Regions from separate parts of the Mus musculus genome. Here all the other regions are linked to region 3. A link is a contact called in public HiChIP or PLAC-seq and promoter capture Hi-C data. All regions are on one chromosome and are shown on one strand. Each heading gives the region's core, a stretch centred on a gene start, on an enhancer-like site or on the middle of the called end of the contact. The rest is flanking DNA. Distances are from core to core; before and after follow the strand shown.

Region 1 (4,085 bases), core at 816-3,315, 1.6 Mb after region 3:
TAACCCCAACGAAAACAGTGCTGTGATTCAGGTATTGTTATTTCCATGTCATGGAGATGGAAAATGAGACCATAGTGGCATATACCTGAAATTTCAGCACTCAGTAAGCAGAGGCAGGAGGATTGCAAATTTGAATCCATTCTGGGATACATAGTAATTTCCAGGCGAGGCTACATAAAGAAACCTTGTCAAAAAGAACACAAAGAAGGAAAGCAAGAATTAAATGTTAAGTGATCAGTCTCAAGTTAAGTAATTAGTAGTATGTAGAATCAAAGTTTAACACCCTCTTTGTCTGACTCTGGAACTTGAACTTTTATCTACTATCCCTCTGCACATGAGCTTTTTACACATAGTAATGTTCTGACTCACACTACTCAAAACCAATGACCGTATGAATCCCTATTGAGAGTTTAGTTATGTTCATATACTGAACACAAAACAAAACTTTTCCGTATTGTTAATTCAGGTAGCTGAGAAAATCTGGAGTTCAGAATGGCTTTGTCTTAGAATGAGTATGCTTGTCTCAATAAGTGATGTCTTGCATTGATTCTGTCTTCCTAGGGAACTCCTATGAAGATGTTAATGACAAAGATCAAAGGCTAAGACACTTCTGGAAGGTGCTGGGATGATGGCACAGGAACTTCTGGAAGAATTCATTACTGGATAATTAGAAACAGCCAGTTAGCCCATTTGGCCTTAAGTTGACGACCAGAGGAATCTGTTCTACTTGTGCTGAGACAGGGAGAAGGGTTCAATTGCAGATGCATTTCATATTATGTGGAGTAGGAACCCGTCTGGTTATCCTTCCACATCCCACCCACTCTACAGTAACACAAGAGCACAGAGGCTACATTTCTAGGAGTGCAAACTTCTCTCTTGTGAATATGGATTTACCTCTTTTAACAGACTAAGGCTTTCCAAAGACACGAGTGATTCACTGGAACCTGGGCAGGGCTATTTACGTCTTATTGGATTGTGGCGCTAAGTGTTTCCGGGCTAAATACAGATAACAAGCGACAGTAGTTCAGTTGCGGGTTTAGAAATGCTGCTCAACTAGTTAGGCAGGGCAGTTGGAAGTGTCTTAAACGCTGAAATGAAGTACCGGATTCTATGCGGGTAGACTTTTTAACTGAAAGATGAGATACTAGGTTTAGAAGGTCGGGTTATTGTGAACTTGTAATGGCAGTGCAAACCAGAAGGCAGAACTTAAGTTTTCTTCAGCTAAAACGCTAAAAAGCAGTTAATTGTACTTGTTAAAACCTCAAACTTTCAATTCTTTTTCTATAAAATGATTCAGAGGATCAGGTTGAAACAAATATGCTCTTTGGAGCCATTCAAGGAATATTATAACAATACCTGTTGTACAATGTCAGTTTGCTGCTGATCCTGACCCTTCACTCTACGCACAAGTGACTATCTCTCTTTTTAGACAGTGACTGATTAACCTAAAAATTCCTACAATATAACTACAGCTATTGGACCTCCTTGGTACTCAACGAGCGTTTGTTGAATGAATGAATACCTGCTGGCTTAGGTTCTTCGTGGGGCCCAGATTCAGCCTTCCAGTTCAGGATCCTGTAGAGGTCAACCCTCTCCCGCCAGTGTAAACCGGCGCTTGGCCCGTATAAGCATAGTTCTCACTGCGGAGGAACTTGACCTGCTCTAATGATCGGTCATAGGCATCTGAAGATAGAGCTTTTAAGAGAATTAGGGCCAGGCAGGTTAAGTCCCTGGACCGCCAGCTTGGTCTCTAAGCAGATTCCCAAGCTAGACCACTGAGGGGGATCAAAGAGAGCCGGAACTCTCTGGGAAGCGTCTCTGTCCGCTGTTAAACCTCTCCCCTTGTTCCGGTCACAAATCTCGTCGCCAGAGCAACAGAGGGCGTCAACAAACGCAGGGCGGAAATAAGGCTATAGTACACGTCTCCAGAGGGGGAGATAGGCCCTGCGCAGGAGCATTAATTTATTTCCGTTTGTAGTTCTCAGTCTGGGTATGCAGCCTGTGTCTGCGCATTAATTGTGACGCACCAAGGCTGGCCTTTACGCCGGAGCCAATTGGCCCGCCGGTGTGGGCGTGGCTAGGGCCCGCTAACGCGCACGCGCGAGCCACATCGTCTGTGGTCGTCCGGTATCCGAAGTCCCCGTGTTCGTCATGTCGGCGTCTGTGGTGTCCGTCATCTCCCGGTTCCTGGAGGAGTACTTGAGCTCCACTCCGCAGCGGCTGAAGTTGCTGGACGCCTATCTCCTTTATATACTGCTGACCGGGGCGCTGCAGTTCGGCTACTGTCTCCTCGTGGGCACCTTCCCCTTCAACTCTTTCCTCTCTGGCTTCATCTCTTGTGTGGGCAGCTTCATCCTAGCGGGTAATGATTCTGTATCCTGGTCATAATGTCCCACTTTGGCGCGCAGCTTCGTCCTCACGGTACCCTTTGGTAGTTTGTAGAAGGCCGTCGTCTGTGAAGTCACGCTTACTTCTTGGGATCCAGGAAGCAGGCTCAGAAATGTCACGTTTCTAATGCCTAACAGGAGTTGAAACTGAATATGTAAAGAAATAGTCTTCTGGTGTTCGTCGCAATTAATACTTCTCTAAGGAAAAATATCCTACCTTGATGAAACTTTAACACAAATTTAAAGTTGGTAGAGCTTTAAATTAAAATGCCAAGCTGAGACATTTCTATCACTTTGGCCTAATCCCTACTTCATCTAGGAGAAGACTTTGGTGATAGTATAGGAATATAAATATTAGTGACTGCTTGTGAGGAGGCAACCCAATTGATGCTGGCTTTTTAGTTGCCCCTACTTATTTCTGTGCATAATTTATGTGCTTTTTCTCTTTACCCTCAACTCAATTTTTATTCACACAATTGTGTATTAGCTCTTCTTTCTTCTACACATTTAATAACCTTACAGACTTCCAGGTTTAATGAGGATTGCCGCCATGGATTTCATCTGAAGTCTGACTTTTCTTGCCCCATGGAACTGAGAGAATACTGGGAACAGGTTTGGCTTAGGAATGTTACTACCAAATGTATCATGGTCAGTCAGCAGTGTTTTGGGGGTTTATTAGCAATTGTTTTCCTCAGTGAATTACAGCTGGTTTGGGCAGAGACAAAATATAGCATTGGACTTGTCTGGAGACTTGATTTAGTGTCTTAACATAAACCTCACGTCACATGTACACATTCACATTGCTAGGTCAGGCCCACTGGGAACAATTTTACTTTTCAGAACTTAAATAGGCCCCAGCCGACTTGTGCCCCAGTCAGAGCTAGAGCTGCAAAGTCAGCTTATTCAGTGGTCATCATAGTGTCTTTGGTTTTTGGTCCAGTTTCTGGAGGCTACACCCTAACCATCAGGATATGTTAGCACCATTAGCCAGGTCTGACAAACCTCTCTACTGTGCCCAGTACTGTTCCCGACAGAGAACAGTAAGAGGCTGAGAACCTCTTACTTATTTAGCCTCTGGTTATGGAAGTGTAGGAACAGAGTGGGGCTAACAGCTGATTTAAGTAAGGTCTCTCCTGTTGAAGCCACCCATCTTCACAAGCCTCTGAGTTAAGTCCTGACTTACCAGAACTACATAGAAAAAAAGTGATTTGCTGGAAAGTTAGGTTAGTGCGCTCACACTCTCTCTTTCATCCCATCTGTCTTTCTTTTTTTTTTTTTTTTGGTAGATGACTTTTGCTTTTTTTTTTTTCTTTTAAAGATTTATTTACTTATGTGAGTACATTGTAGCTGTCTTCAGACATAGCAGAGGAGTGCAGAAGATCTTATTACAGATGGTTGTGAGCCACCATGTGGTTGCTGGGAATTGAACTCAGGACCTCTGGAAGAGCAGTCAGTGCTCTTAACCACTGAGCCATCTCTCCAGCCCCAGCCCCAGCTTTTGCTTTTTTTTTTTTTTAATGTTCTTTTAAAAGTATTTTTGTGAGCATCTTTGTGTGCATATAATGTATTGTAAAGTGTCATTATGTGTCAGTGTGCATGTGTGTGTATATGGAGGTTAAAGAGCAGAAGTATTCATTGGCTAGACTGAACTGGCTGGTGGATAGAGAACTCTGGGGAGGGAGTGTCTTCCTGTTGTAT
Region 2 (4,493 bases), core at 1,073-3,572, 1.2 Mb before region 3:
GCTGTGTTCCCACTGGTACTGAGCTCCTCGTGGGCCCAAGCGTTGAAACAGGAAAACGTGGGGGAGCTGGGATGAAAAGAGTATGGTTTAGCTCCAGTGCTCACCTTACAAAGGCAACGTGCAACAAGGGGTACATAAACTCTTTCTTAAGATCTGCTAATCAGATGCACGTATAGCCTCATTTGAAGAGAATCTCCATCAAGCCCTTCCTAGCTCTTTTCTAGCTTCCTCTGTCCCCCTGTCCTCCCTTCTCCTCCCTTCTCCCTTCTCCTTGCCTCTCTTCCCCTCCCTTCTCCTTCCCTCTCCCCTCTCCCCCTCTGGAGAATACACATACACAAATAAATTTAGCATTTCTTACCCTAGAGGAGCCTCTGGTCTAGTTGGTGAGAAAACAAGAAACAAGGAGGGATGGCTGGAACAGAGGAGGAGATGAGCTAGCGATACATCCTAATATTCCCAGCACCTGTGACCATCAGCCAACACACAGCCATTAGGCGAATCTGTAGAAGCAAGTTAGGGAGCTAGACGCTGAAGCTGTAATCATAACGTGGGCACTAACCCTCAGGAGAAATTGTTCAATGGAGAAAGTGAAGCAGTTCTGATCTCCAACCTATCTTTTACTGGCCAGCTTCCTACAATGATTCTAGAAGCTTCTGTCATCCTCACTGAACAGGGGCTCCAATTGACTGGAAACTGTACGACCCATGAGAAGCTAAAGGTGCCAACATCCTTCCACCCCTGCCTGCTGCCACTACCTCATCTCCTCTTTGATTCATCTTTAGATGTGCTCAGGCCAAGGGAGTTGTACCACCCCATCTTGCTTGGCCAGTTATTCCACACAAGCTGATTCAGCACATCTCTCTCTCTCTGAAGGGCTGGACACAGATCCGAGGCTCTCTTCCTTAGAGACACTCCCTCTTAGACTAAGACTTACAGTTAGAAAGGAGGTGGGGGTAGTAGCAAGCGAGCGTGCAACCTTCCTCTGCCCAAGCAAGAGCAGTCAGGTCTGCCCGCGGCAATGTGCCAGCTTTACAGGGAAAGCATGTACCTTCAGCCATGGTCCTTTCATTGAAAGCCAATCCTTCGACCAGACGGGCCTTGTCAGAATGAATCAGTCTCTTCACTGCGTGTAAAGCTAATCTGAAGGAACTTTGTGGGGATGTGCCGTTTTCATTCCAAACCTGGCAGCTGTAGGACTCGGGTTGCAAGTAGTAAGGTGAAGCTAGCTGGCCTAGGTATCCCAAAGCGTAGCTAGCTCTTGTGAATGTCCACCGTAACTCCTCTCAAAACTATCCAGACAGCCAAGCAATGTGGAACACCGAGCCCTCAAAACCCACGAACAGCTTGGCGGAGAGAGGTAGATGCAGGCTGCCCAGGTCTTCCCAGCATCCTGGACTCCAAGAGGGATGGGCTTGCCTAACCTCTTCTGCTCCCCCCCCCCTTCCGCATCCCCTGCACCGGCAGAATCTGGGTGCCCCTTCCTTGCAATGCTTTCAGTTGTGGAAAAGAGGACACAGAGAGCGGGGGCACAGGCAGAGAACCCTCCAGAGACTGTGACAAGTCCACTTCCAGGCCAGCCCTGGAGACGCACCTCTACATCTTCTTCTGTCCTAGCCACTGGCACCCTGTTCAAAGTGATCGAATTAAATCGGGAATTCAAAGAAATAGAAGCCAGAATTTGGCCAGCCCTGGCGGCGCCCTCTGTTAGTCTGCCTTGAACCCGAATTCTAGATGCCTCAGCTCACTGCACTACGGGAGAGGAGTCTCCTGTGCGCTACTGGAAGCTGCAGGCCAACACAAAACTGTACCGTCCGTTTATCTAACACGCACACACACACACACACACACACACACACACACACACAAGTATATATAATATTACTACAGCGAAGCTTCGAATATAACAGCACACTTTCCACTAGTGAGAGTAGTAAGAGCAACATCAACTCTCTTTCAACATCACCCAATCCCCCAAAAGCGAGTAGCTGGGACTTGGAGCTTTGCGACCTGCGTCCTGGGTGAAGACACAGGTCTACCAGCTCTGTTCAGGCTGCGCTCGGGACAGGACACTGGAAGAGCCTTGAGCTCAAAGAGAGCTGGGGGTGGGGTGGGGCGGAGTGGGGTGGGGAGTGACCTAGGCTCCAGGAGAGCTCGCGACTCGGCGGGCCCTGACGGCTCTGGGTGCCCGGAGAGCCCCGCCCGTGGCGCTGGGGGTGGCGGGCTACTGGGAGCCGCCTCCTCCGCAACTTTCTCAATCGCTCCAGGGTGAGAGAGGCGGGGTGAGGGCTTTGGTTAAAAGGCGCCGCGGCCAACAGGTGTCCAGGATCGCAGCGCGCGGCGCGCTCCGCTCTCCCAACTCGCAGCCAGTCGGCGGCGCTCCAGTCCACTGAGCGCAGCCTCCACCGGGACCCGCGGCGACCAGCACAGGATCAGCCGGCGACCCATTTCGGACCAACCCAGGAGCGGCCCCGGGACCCGCTTCAGACCTGCTCCTTACCGGGGACAGCGCCTCGCCGCTTCCCGCCACCCAACGCTGCACGCTCCTCCGGACACAGGTGCGACCGCCAATCCGCGCCACCGAGTCACACTGGTGTAACCCGCCCCCGACCGCAACGCCCCACGGTGGCTGGGGCGCGAGACTCAGCCAGTAGGGACGCGTGAGGTGCGAGGAGGGGTGCGGGCCGCCACGGTCCTGGGAAACCGAGGCCGGAACGCGCTGCGCGGTCCCTACGGGCCACCGCCACCCGTGCATAGGGACCCGAGCTGTGAACGCGTTTCTTCGGCTGCAGGCGTCTGGCCCGGCTCGGGGTTGGAGCCGGCTGCTCTCACCGCCGCGCACAGCCTGAGCCGGGAGGTCCCGCACAGCGCGGGGTGGGGAGGGACGCGGGGGCCAGGCTGTTCCGCGCACGACTGCGACGTGTCGCCAGTATTCCTTCGCTAGAATTTTCCCGAGGCCTCCTGGCTGCGTTGTCTGCCGCCATTGAAAAGTTTTTAGCTAACCGAAAGCTGAGCAGGAAAACTCAGTTTCATTTGTTAAGCAGGAAGCCTCCGTGGGAAGACACTGACCTTTACCACCTAAAGCACTGGGGTGACGTGGGCGACCGCCCAAAACGCGCGGCCGTAGCCGCTCCCGCGAGCTGGGGAACCCCAACCTGCACTCGGGTGGAGATTTTGATTGCTTTTTTTTTTTTTCTTTCCTTAAATGCTTTTTAAGGATTTGCGTCCAGGCGGGACGTTACAGCTGGAAGGGAAGGCACAGGTTCACAGATGGCGTGCTGCTGAGAAACTTGTCCCTTAGGACAATTGCATCAGCCCCTTGGTGCTGCCTCAATGGAAGGGAAGGGAGCGTAGGCCTAAATGGGACCCATTGCTCAGGTCCACGGGATTGTCCTGAGAAGCCTGGCTCAGTCATGGCTACACTTACCCCGGAGTCCTTTGGGAACTATGGGCAAAGCCAGTGAATTATGAGAAGGGTGGAGGGTGCGGTGGGGTCAGCATCTAGAGGCAGTCCACCAGCTCCCCGAAGTATCCTTTAAGGCAAATAAGGGTCATATGCAGTATATACTATAAACATGGAGAAGCTCCCTTCTACTCAGGAGCGAATGATTCACCGGTTCAAGGCAATCTCCAGGTGTCCCATGCCAGGTAGGGACCTGCGTGTGACCTAGTCCTAAGGCCAGCCTGGAAATCACCTCCTACACCACAGTTGAATATTGACGATTTCACCTGCTGGCTTAGTACTCCTAACCCCTTTGTGAGGTCAAATTTTAACCTCTCCTTCCACTTAGAAAGGCCATTTAAGACAAGCAGCTGCAATCAGATATGCCGGGACCCACAGCTATGTCCCAGCTATTTGGTTTTCTTTTGGAGTTTTCTCTCTCTCTCTCTCTCTCTCTCTCTCTCTCTCTCTCTCTCTCTCTTCTTGACCTTGTTTGTTCAATCCGGCCTTCCCATTTTTTGGTTTTTTGTTTGTTTGTTTGTTTGTTTTTGTTTTGGTTCTGTTCTTTTCTTTTCTTGTCTCTTTTGGTGTTTGTTTTCTTGAGCCAGGGTCTTGCTCTGCAGAAAAGTTTTCCTCAAGTTAGCACACTCCTCCTACCTCAGCCTCCAGAGTTCTGCTATTATAGATGTATTAACCCCCTACCCCCACCCCCATGTTGTGCTAACTCCAACTGCATGGATTTAGAAGCCATCCTGGGTAACACGGTAAACTCAAATTCAACAAACACTTAAGTACTTTTATAAACAAGTGCACAGTTTACGCAGAAATTGAGGGTTTTTTTTTTTTTCTGTGTTGATAATAATTGGGCTAGTCTGTGGATGCTATAGGCAGGCAAAGGGATCCTCCAGCTCTGTATTTTGGGTCAGGTGTGTAGATGTTTATTTCAATGTCCTGATCTCCACTCGGGAGAAGGGGAAGGAAGAACAGAAGGTCTAATTCCAATCAGATTGTTTTGTTAAACTTGGAACACTGTTGCTTTTCAATCCTTCTGCTG
Region 3 (4,669 bases), core at 382-2,881:
CTCCAAGCGAGTCTGCTGCTCCCGAACCTTGTCCTCGGCCTCCGCAGACACCGCAAAGCGGTCGGGAGTCGGGGAGGCAAACCCCCAAGTAGACATGGCTTCTACCTGGAGTCCTGGAAGGGCAGAGGCAATCTCAAAGTCTCTGTCTCCCTTCAACCCAAATCCTAATCACATGGCATACATCCAACAATCAACAGGTCGCACCTAGTGACAGAACTGGTAAACAACCCCAGGAGATAGCAAGTCCACCTCGCGGGTGGAGAATATAGAAAATCATCTATACACAGGCCTCTCCCTGAGAGTAAGCCCTTCTTAAACAGGGCTAGCTGGGGTGGGCGACTGGCCAGAGAAAACTGATGACCACCGCCCTGAGAAGGGACGAGTTGAGAGGGCCTCCAGCTCATTTTGAGGGTCACAAGAAGTGGGTGGTTTGAGGAAAGAGTCCCAGAGCTGAGAGGTCTCGGATTTTTTGAGTAGAGGAGGGCCTCTTGGGAAATGAATACGCGCCAGAGGCTCTAACAGTGTAGTCCTGGGGTGGGGGTTTCCCCTATCCGCCTTATTCCTTCACTAACCACTCCCACCTCCCCGCCCCCGCCCCCCCTCCTCGTTTGTCCACTGTCAAGCATCCCACCCGGGGCCCAGGGGCATAGCCCGCCCTCCCACAGCCTGCGGCGGCCGCCCCCAGCCCGACCACCCTCCCGCCACGGCCTTCAGCTCCCGATCGCCCGGAAGGGGGACGCCTACCGCCAAAGCCGCGAGTTCCGCCCGCTCCTCTAGGTGCCCGCGGCGGGGGAGGAGGGGCCCGCGTTTCTCCCGCGCCCCAGGGGCCTGGGGCTGGGAGCCCGAATCTGGGAGGGCCTTCTCGGATCCTTCACCCAACCTAGACTTCTCTCGTCAACAACGCGTTGTGGCTTTGGAGTCACTTTCCGGCCCGGGGCGGAGCCAGCTCGGCTCCTCCCCCGCTAGGGCCGCACTGGCCAGGGCTCGGGGCAGGGCTGCGCTCCTCCTCCCCGGCTCGGCCTGCTGTCCTGCTGCCGAGCGACCCGCCCTCCACATCCCCTGCGGGGCCTACCGGGTCACAGACACTCACCCCACCCCCAACGCCTCCTGCCAACTCTCACGTTCGCCTCCAGTTCCTGGGGTCCTTGGGAGTTCTGCAGTTGATGGTTCCAAGAGAAGTGACTGGTCCAGAGTCACAAGAGAATCCTGCCCTTGACACAAGCACTTTCACCAAGTAGATAGAGTTGGGGGAGTAGGGGGGGAAGGGGGGGGAGATGAGGACACACACCTTGCCACAATAAGGAAAACCCCATGGAGAAAGACTGAAAAGGAGAAGATGAGAAAGGAATTGAAGAAATTTTGTTTCGTGTGTGTGTGTGTGTGTGTGTGTGTGTGTGTACACACCCTTGTGTGGCTAGAGCCCTCATATCCTCTCTCCATTCCTCTTCTCCCTCCCAGGGCCCAACTGCTGTCACTCCATGCTCTGCCAAGGAGGAGGGATCCGCAGAGACAGCAGTAGTAAGGCCAGGCAGAGCTGTGGGACACAAAAAGATACAGGGAGGGGAGTGCCCGGGCTAGGTGCCAGACTCACAGAGGACAGCAGAGCAGGGCAGGAGTACTGAAGCCTTGAAGCAGAGGGGGGAGAGCCAAGGGGACAGAAGACAGGAAAATCTGTGAGTTACAGAGGCACCTAGCAAGGATGGGGACGGAATGGCACAAACCCAAGCTGTCCTTGGCCCTGGTGCTTCTGACCCTGGAGGCTGGGTGGGCTCAAGAAGGGTCAGAGCCTGTCCTACTGGAGGGGGAGTGCCTGGTGGTCTGTGAGCCAGGCCGACCTACTGCAGGAGGACCTGGGGGTGCAGCCCTGGGAGAGGCACCCCCAGGACGAGTGGCGTTTGCTGCAGTCCGAAGCCATCACCATGAACCAGCAGGAGAAACCGGCAACGGTACCAGTGGTGCCATCTACTTCGACCAGGTAATCCCTCTGCCTCTGTCCGGAAGACATGCAAGGACCTGGACTCTACTGTCCAAGCCCCTTTGCATCCCTCGGACTCCAAGGAAACCATTACCTGCATCTCTTGCACCACCTTCCTCTAAGATGGCCACTGACCGTTGGTTGGCCTTCTTTCATTCATACACACAGCACCGTAGCCCTTCCTCATAGTTTTTGACTCTACACATTCCTGTCACACCCGTTTGCCACCCCTTCTCTCCTCACCCACTGCACAAATGCCAACCCAGTGATGCTCCTGAGCTCCCGGCACCCAGAATCCCTCTCAACACAATCTGCTTCCCCACAGGTACTGGTCAATGAGGGCGAGGGCTTTGATCGGACCTCGGGCTGCTTCGTGGCCCCTGTCCGTGGAGTCTACAGCTTCCGATTCCACGTGGTCAAGGTGTACAACCGCCAAACTGTCCAGGTGACCTAAGTGCCAGTCCACCTCCGGGGGGAAGGGAGGGTCATAGTGGACCGCAGCACATCCCTGGATAGCCCTTCTGTTGGACCTGTATCCCAGGGACCAGGAGCAAGGGAGGAAAGGCTAGCAGGGTATGGCAGATGTACAGAACCCAACACTGGCCACCCCTCAGTGCTCACTGGAGAGCCCACTGACCCTCAAGTTCCCAAAAGAAAACTCTTGGGAGGATGGGGGGCGGGGTGTCCTGAGCTAAGGACTAGGACATAGATGCTAACTGGGCTCCCCTCCCCAGGTGAGTCTGATGCTGAACACATGGCCGGTCATCTCAGCCTTTGCAAATGACCCTGATGTGACCCGAGAGGCAGCCACAAGCTCTGTGCTGCTTCCCCTGGACCCGGGGGACCGTGTGTCCCTGCGCCTGCGTCGGGGGAATCTTCTGGGTGGCTGGAAGTATTCGAGCTTCTCAGGCTTCCTCATCTTCCCACTCTGAGGACCCAAGCCTTTAAACGGAGATGTCTAGCATCTTTCTGCCCTTCCCTGCCCCAGAAACAAAGTATCTTTGGAGCAAGAGAAAGGCCCCCTCCAGGCTGCCTACGGCCCACCTCCTTGCATGAGATCATAGTTAAACACCCAAGGCTAGGAGCAGAGCAGAGCTACGGAACCTCTAGACAAAACGCCTCACTCAGGTCGCCCTCCCAGTCTCCTGCTGCCCCTCCTGCCCCTCCGCAGCTCCAGTTTAAGGCAGGGTTTGCTAAGAGGGAAGCTTGCACTTCTTCACAGACTCCACTCCTCCTGTTCTCCACCCCAGCTTCCTGCTCAGCGCTATTTGGTGACAGGTGGCGCAGGTAAGCTTGACAGGCTCCCACAGGGGCCCAGATGGACCAGCCTCATAGTACCTGCGGGCTCCATCCTGTGAGGAATGCCAGCAATGAGAGCTCTCGGCCAGCACCCTGTGAACAGGGCTGACAGCTCAACCACAAAAAAGCAGTGTGGGGAAGGCCACAGAGCATCCGTAGCTGGAGAGACAGGATGGGGCCATGTGCCTACCCTGAACATGTAAACATTCTGCAGGTAAACTGGGACAGTCAGAAGGCAGGAATCCTGCCGTCCATCTGTGCCAGGTCCCAATGGACTCTGGCCCTCATTGCCTGACCAGAGGCTTGGGTGTGTGTGTGTGTGTGTTTGCTCTGGCTAATAGGGGAAACTAGAGCAGGTATACAGACCTGGAGGCAGAGTCAAAGGTCACGAATGAGTCATCAGTAACCACATGTCCTCTCCCTCAGCCACCTCCTAGAACTGCCCCACCTTGGAAATCTGAATTTCAGTCACTCCCTACTCTTGATCGACATGTAGTTCCTCCAGCTGTCTCCCAGCTAATTTCCCTGTAGTCTGCTCCCCCCCCCAAACGCATCGTTCTTCCTCTACTTCTACTACTGTCTTACTCTTCTTTTAAGGTCTCCTGTTACCTGGGAGTCCATGACTCATCTCCCCCAACTAGTATCCCACCAACATCAGAAACTCTTTTTACCCAGTTGTCCCAATGGTCCAGCATGAACGGACCTACCTAGAACAACTGGGGAGCTGCGGCTGTTAAAACAGTGACTTGTCCTGTTCGTGAGGGTGTGAAACAGGGACTGCAGGACTACAGCATGCTGAAGAGAAATAAATTCAAAGCTGGGCATAGCAGTCAACGTTTTTAAAGTGCTATAATATAAAGTACTCGTGCTAAATAAATACCAGGGCAAGTTTGTGGTTTTTTGTTTTGGTTTGGTTTTTGGTTTTTTGAGACAGGGTTTCTCTGTATAGCCCTGGCTGTCCTGGAACTCACTTTGTAGACCAAGCTGGCCTCGAACTCAGAAATCCGCCTGCCTCTGCCTCCTGAGTGCTGGGATTAAAGGCGTGTGCCACCACACCCGGCAAGTTTATGGTTTTAAAATAAAAATCTAGGTGTTCATTCAGGAGACAGAGGCAGGTGGATCTCTGTGAGTTTCAGGCAAGCCATAGTAAAACCTGTCCAAAAGAAAGACAGAGAGACAGAGACAGAACAAAGAAAGAAATAAGGATGGAGGTGTCACTCAGAGGCAGACGCTAATACGCATGAAGCACTGGGTTTGAACCCCAGCACTGGGGTAGGCGGGTAGGGAGTAGACAAGAGGGGGAGGGGCAGCACTTTCCTTCAGCATTTGTCCTTACTTTGTGGCCAGGAAGAATAGTTTAAACAAGATAAGATAATATTTCTGTCTCACATGGAA

Evidence for each region. HiChIP or PLAC-seq counts read pairs in DNA pulled down with a chosen protein or histone mark. Capture Hi-C pulls out chosen DNA fragments and counts their contacts.
Region 1: a contact with region 3 is called in a promoter capture Hi-C map of liver, with 4 times the contacts expected there. The contact joins the promoter of Dad1 here to the promoter of Cbln3 in region 3. A contact is called at or near these places in 2 of 39 promoter capture datasets (liver and pre-B cells), 1 of 115 datasets of contacts at active chromatin or transcription factors (pancreatic cancer cells) and 1 of 9 other capture datasets (liver).
Region 2: a FOXA1 HiChIP or PLAC-seq map of pancreatic cancer cells shows a contact between it and region 3. The contact joins the promoter of Gjb2 here to the promoter of Cbln3 in region 3. A contact is called at or near these places in 1 of 39 promoter capture datasets (liver) and 1 of 115 datasets of contacts at active chromatin or transcription factors (pancreatic cancer cells).

What each region holds. Positions count from the first base shown.
Region 1 is chr14:54,251,909-54,255,993 of GRCm38.p6, reverse strand. Dad1 (defender against cell death 1) reads left to right here and starts at 2,065. Exons shown (of 3, transcript NM_001113358.1): 1 at 2,065-2,362. The coding sequence starts at 2,152. It also overlaps a transcript of Abhd4 not described here.
Region 2 is chr14:57,102,531-57,107,023 of GRCm38.p6, reverse strand. It overlaps Gjb2 (gap junction protein, beta 2), which reads left to right and starts at 2,322. Exons shown (of 2, transcript NM_008125.3): 1 at 2,322-2,555. Gm32912 (a long non-coding RNA gene) reads right to left here and starts at 2,359. Exons shown (of 5, transcript XR_383459.4): 1 at 359-2,359; 2 at 1-66.
Region 3 is chr14:55,881,218-55,885,886 of GRCm38.p6, reverse strand. It overlaps Cbln3 (cerebellin 3 precursor protein), which reads left to right and starts at 1,631. Exons shown (of 3, transcript NM_019820.3): 1 at 1,631-1,975; 2 at 2,301-2,420; 3 at 2,710-4,669. The coding sequence starts at 1,700. The coding sequence ends at 2,907. It overlaps Khnyn (KH and NYN domain containing), which reads right to left and starts at 945. Exons shown (of 8, transcript NM_027143.3): 1 at 745-945; 2 at 1-113. The coding sequence starts at 96.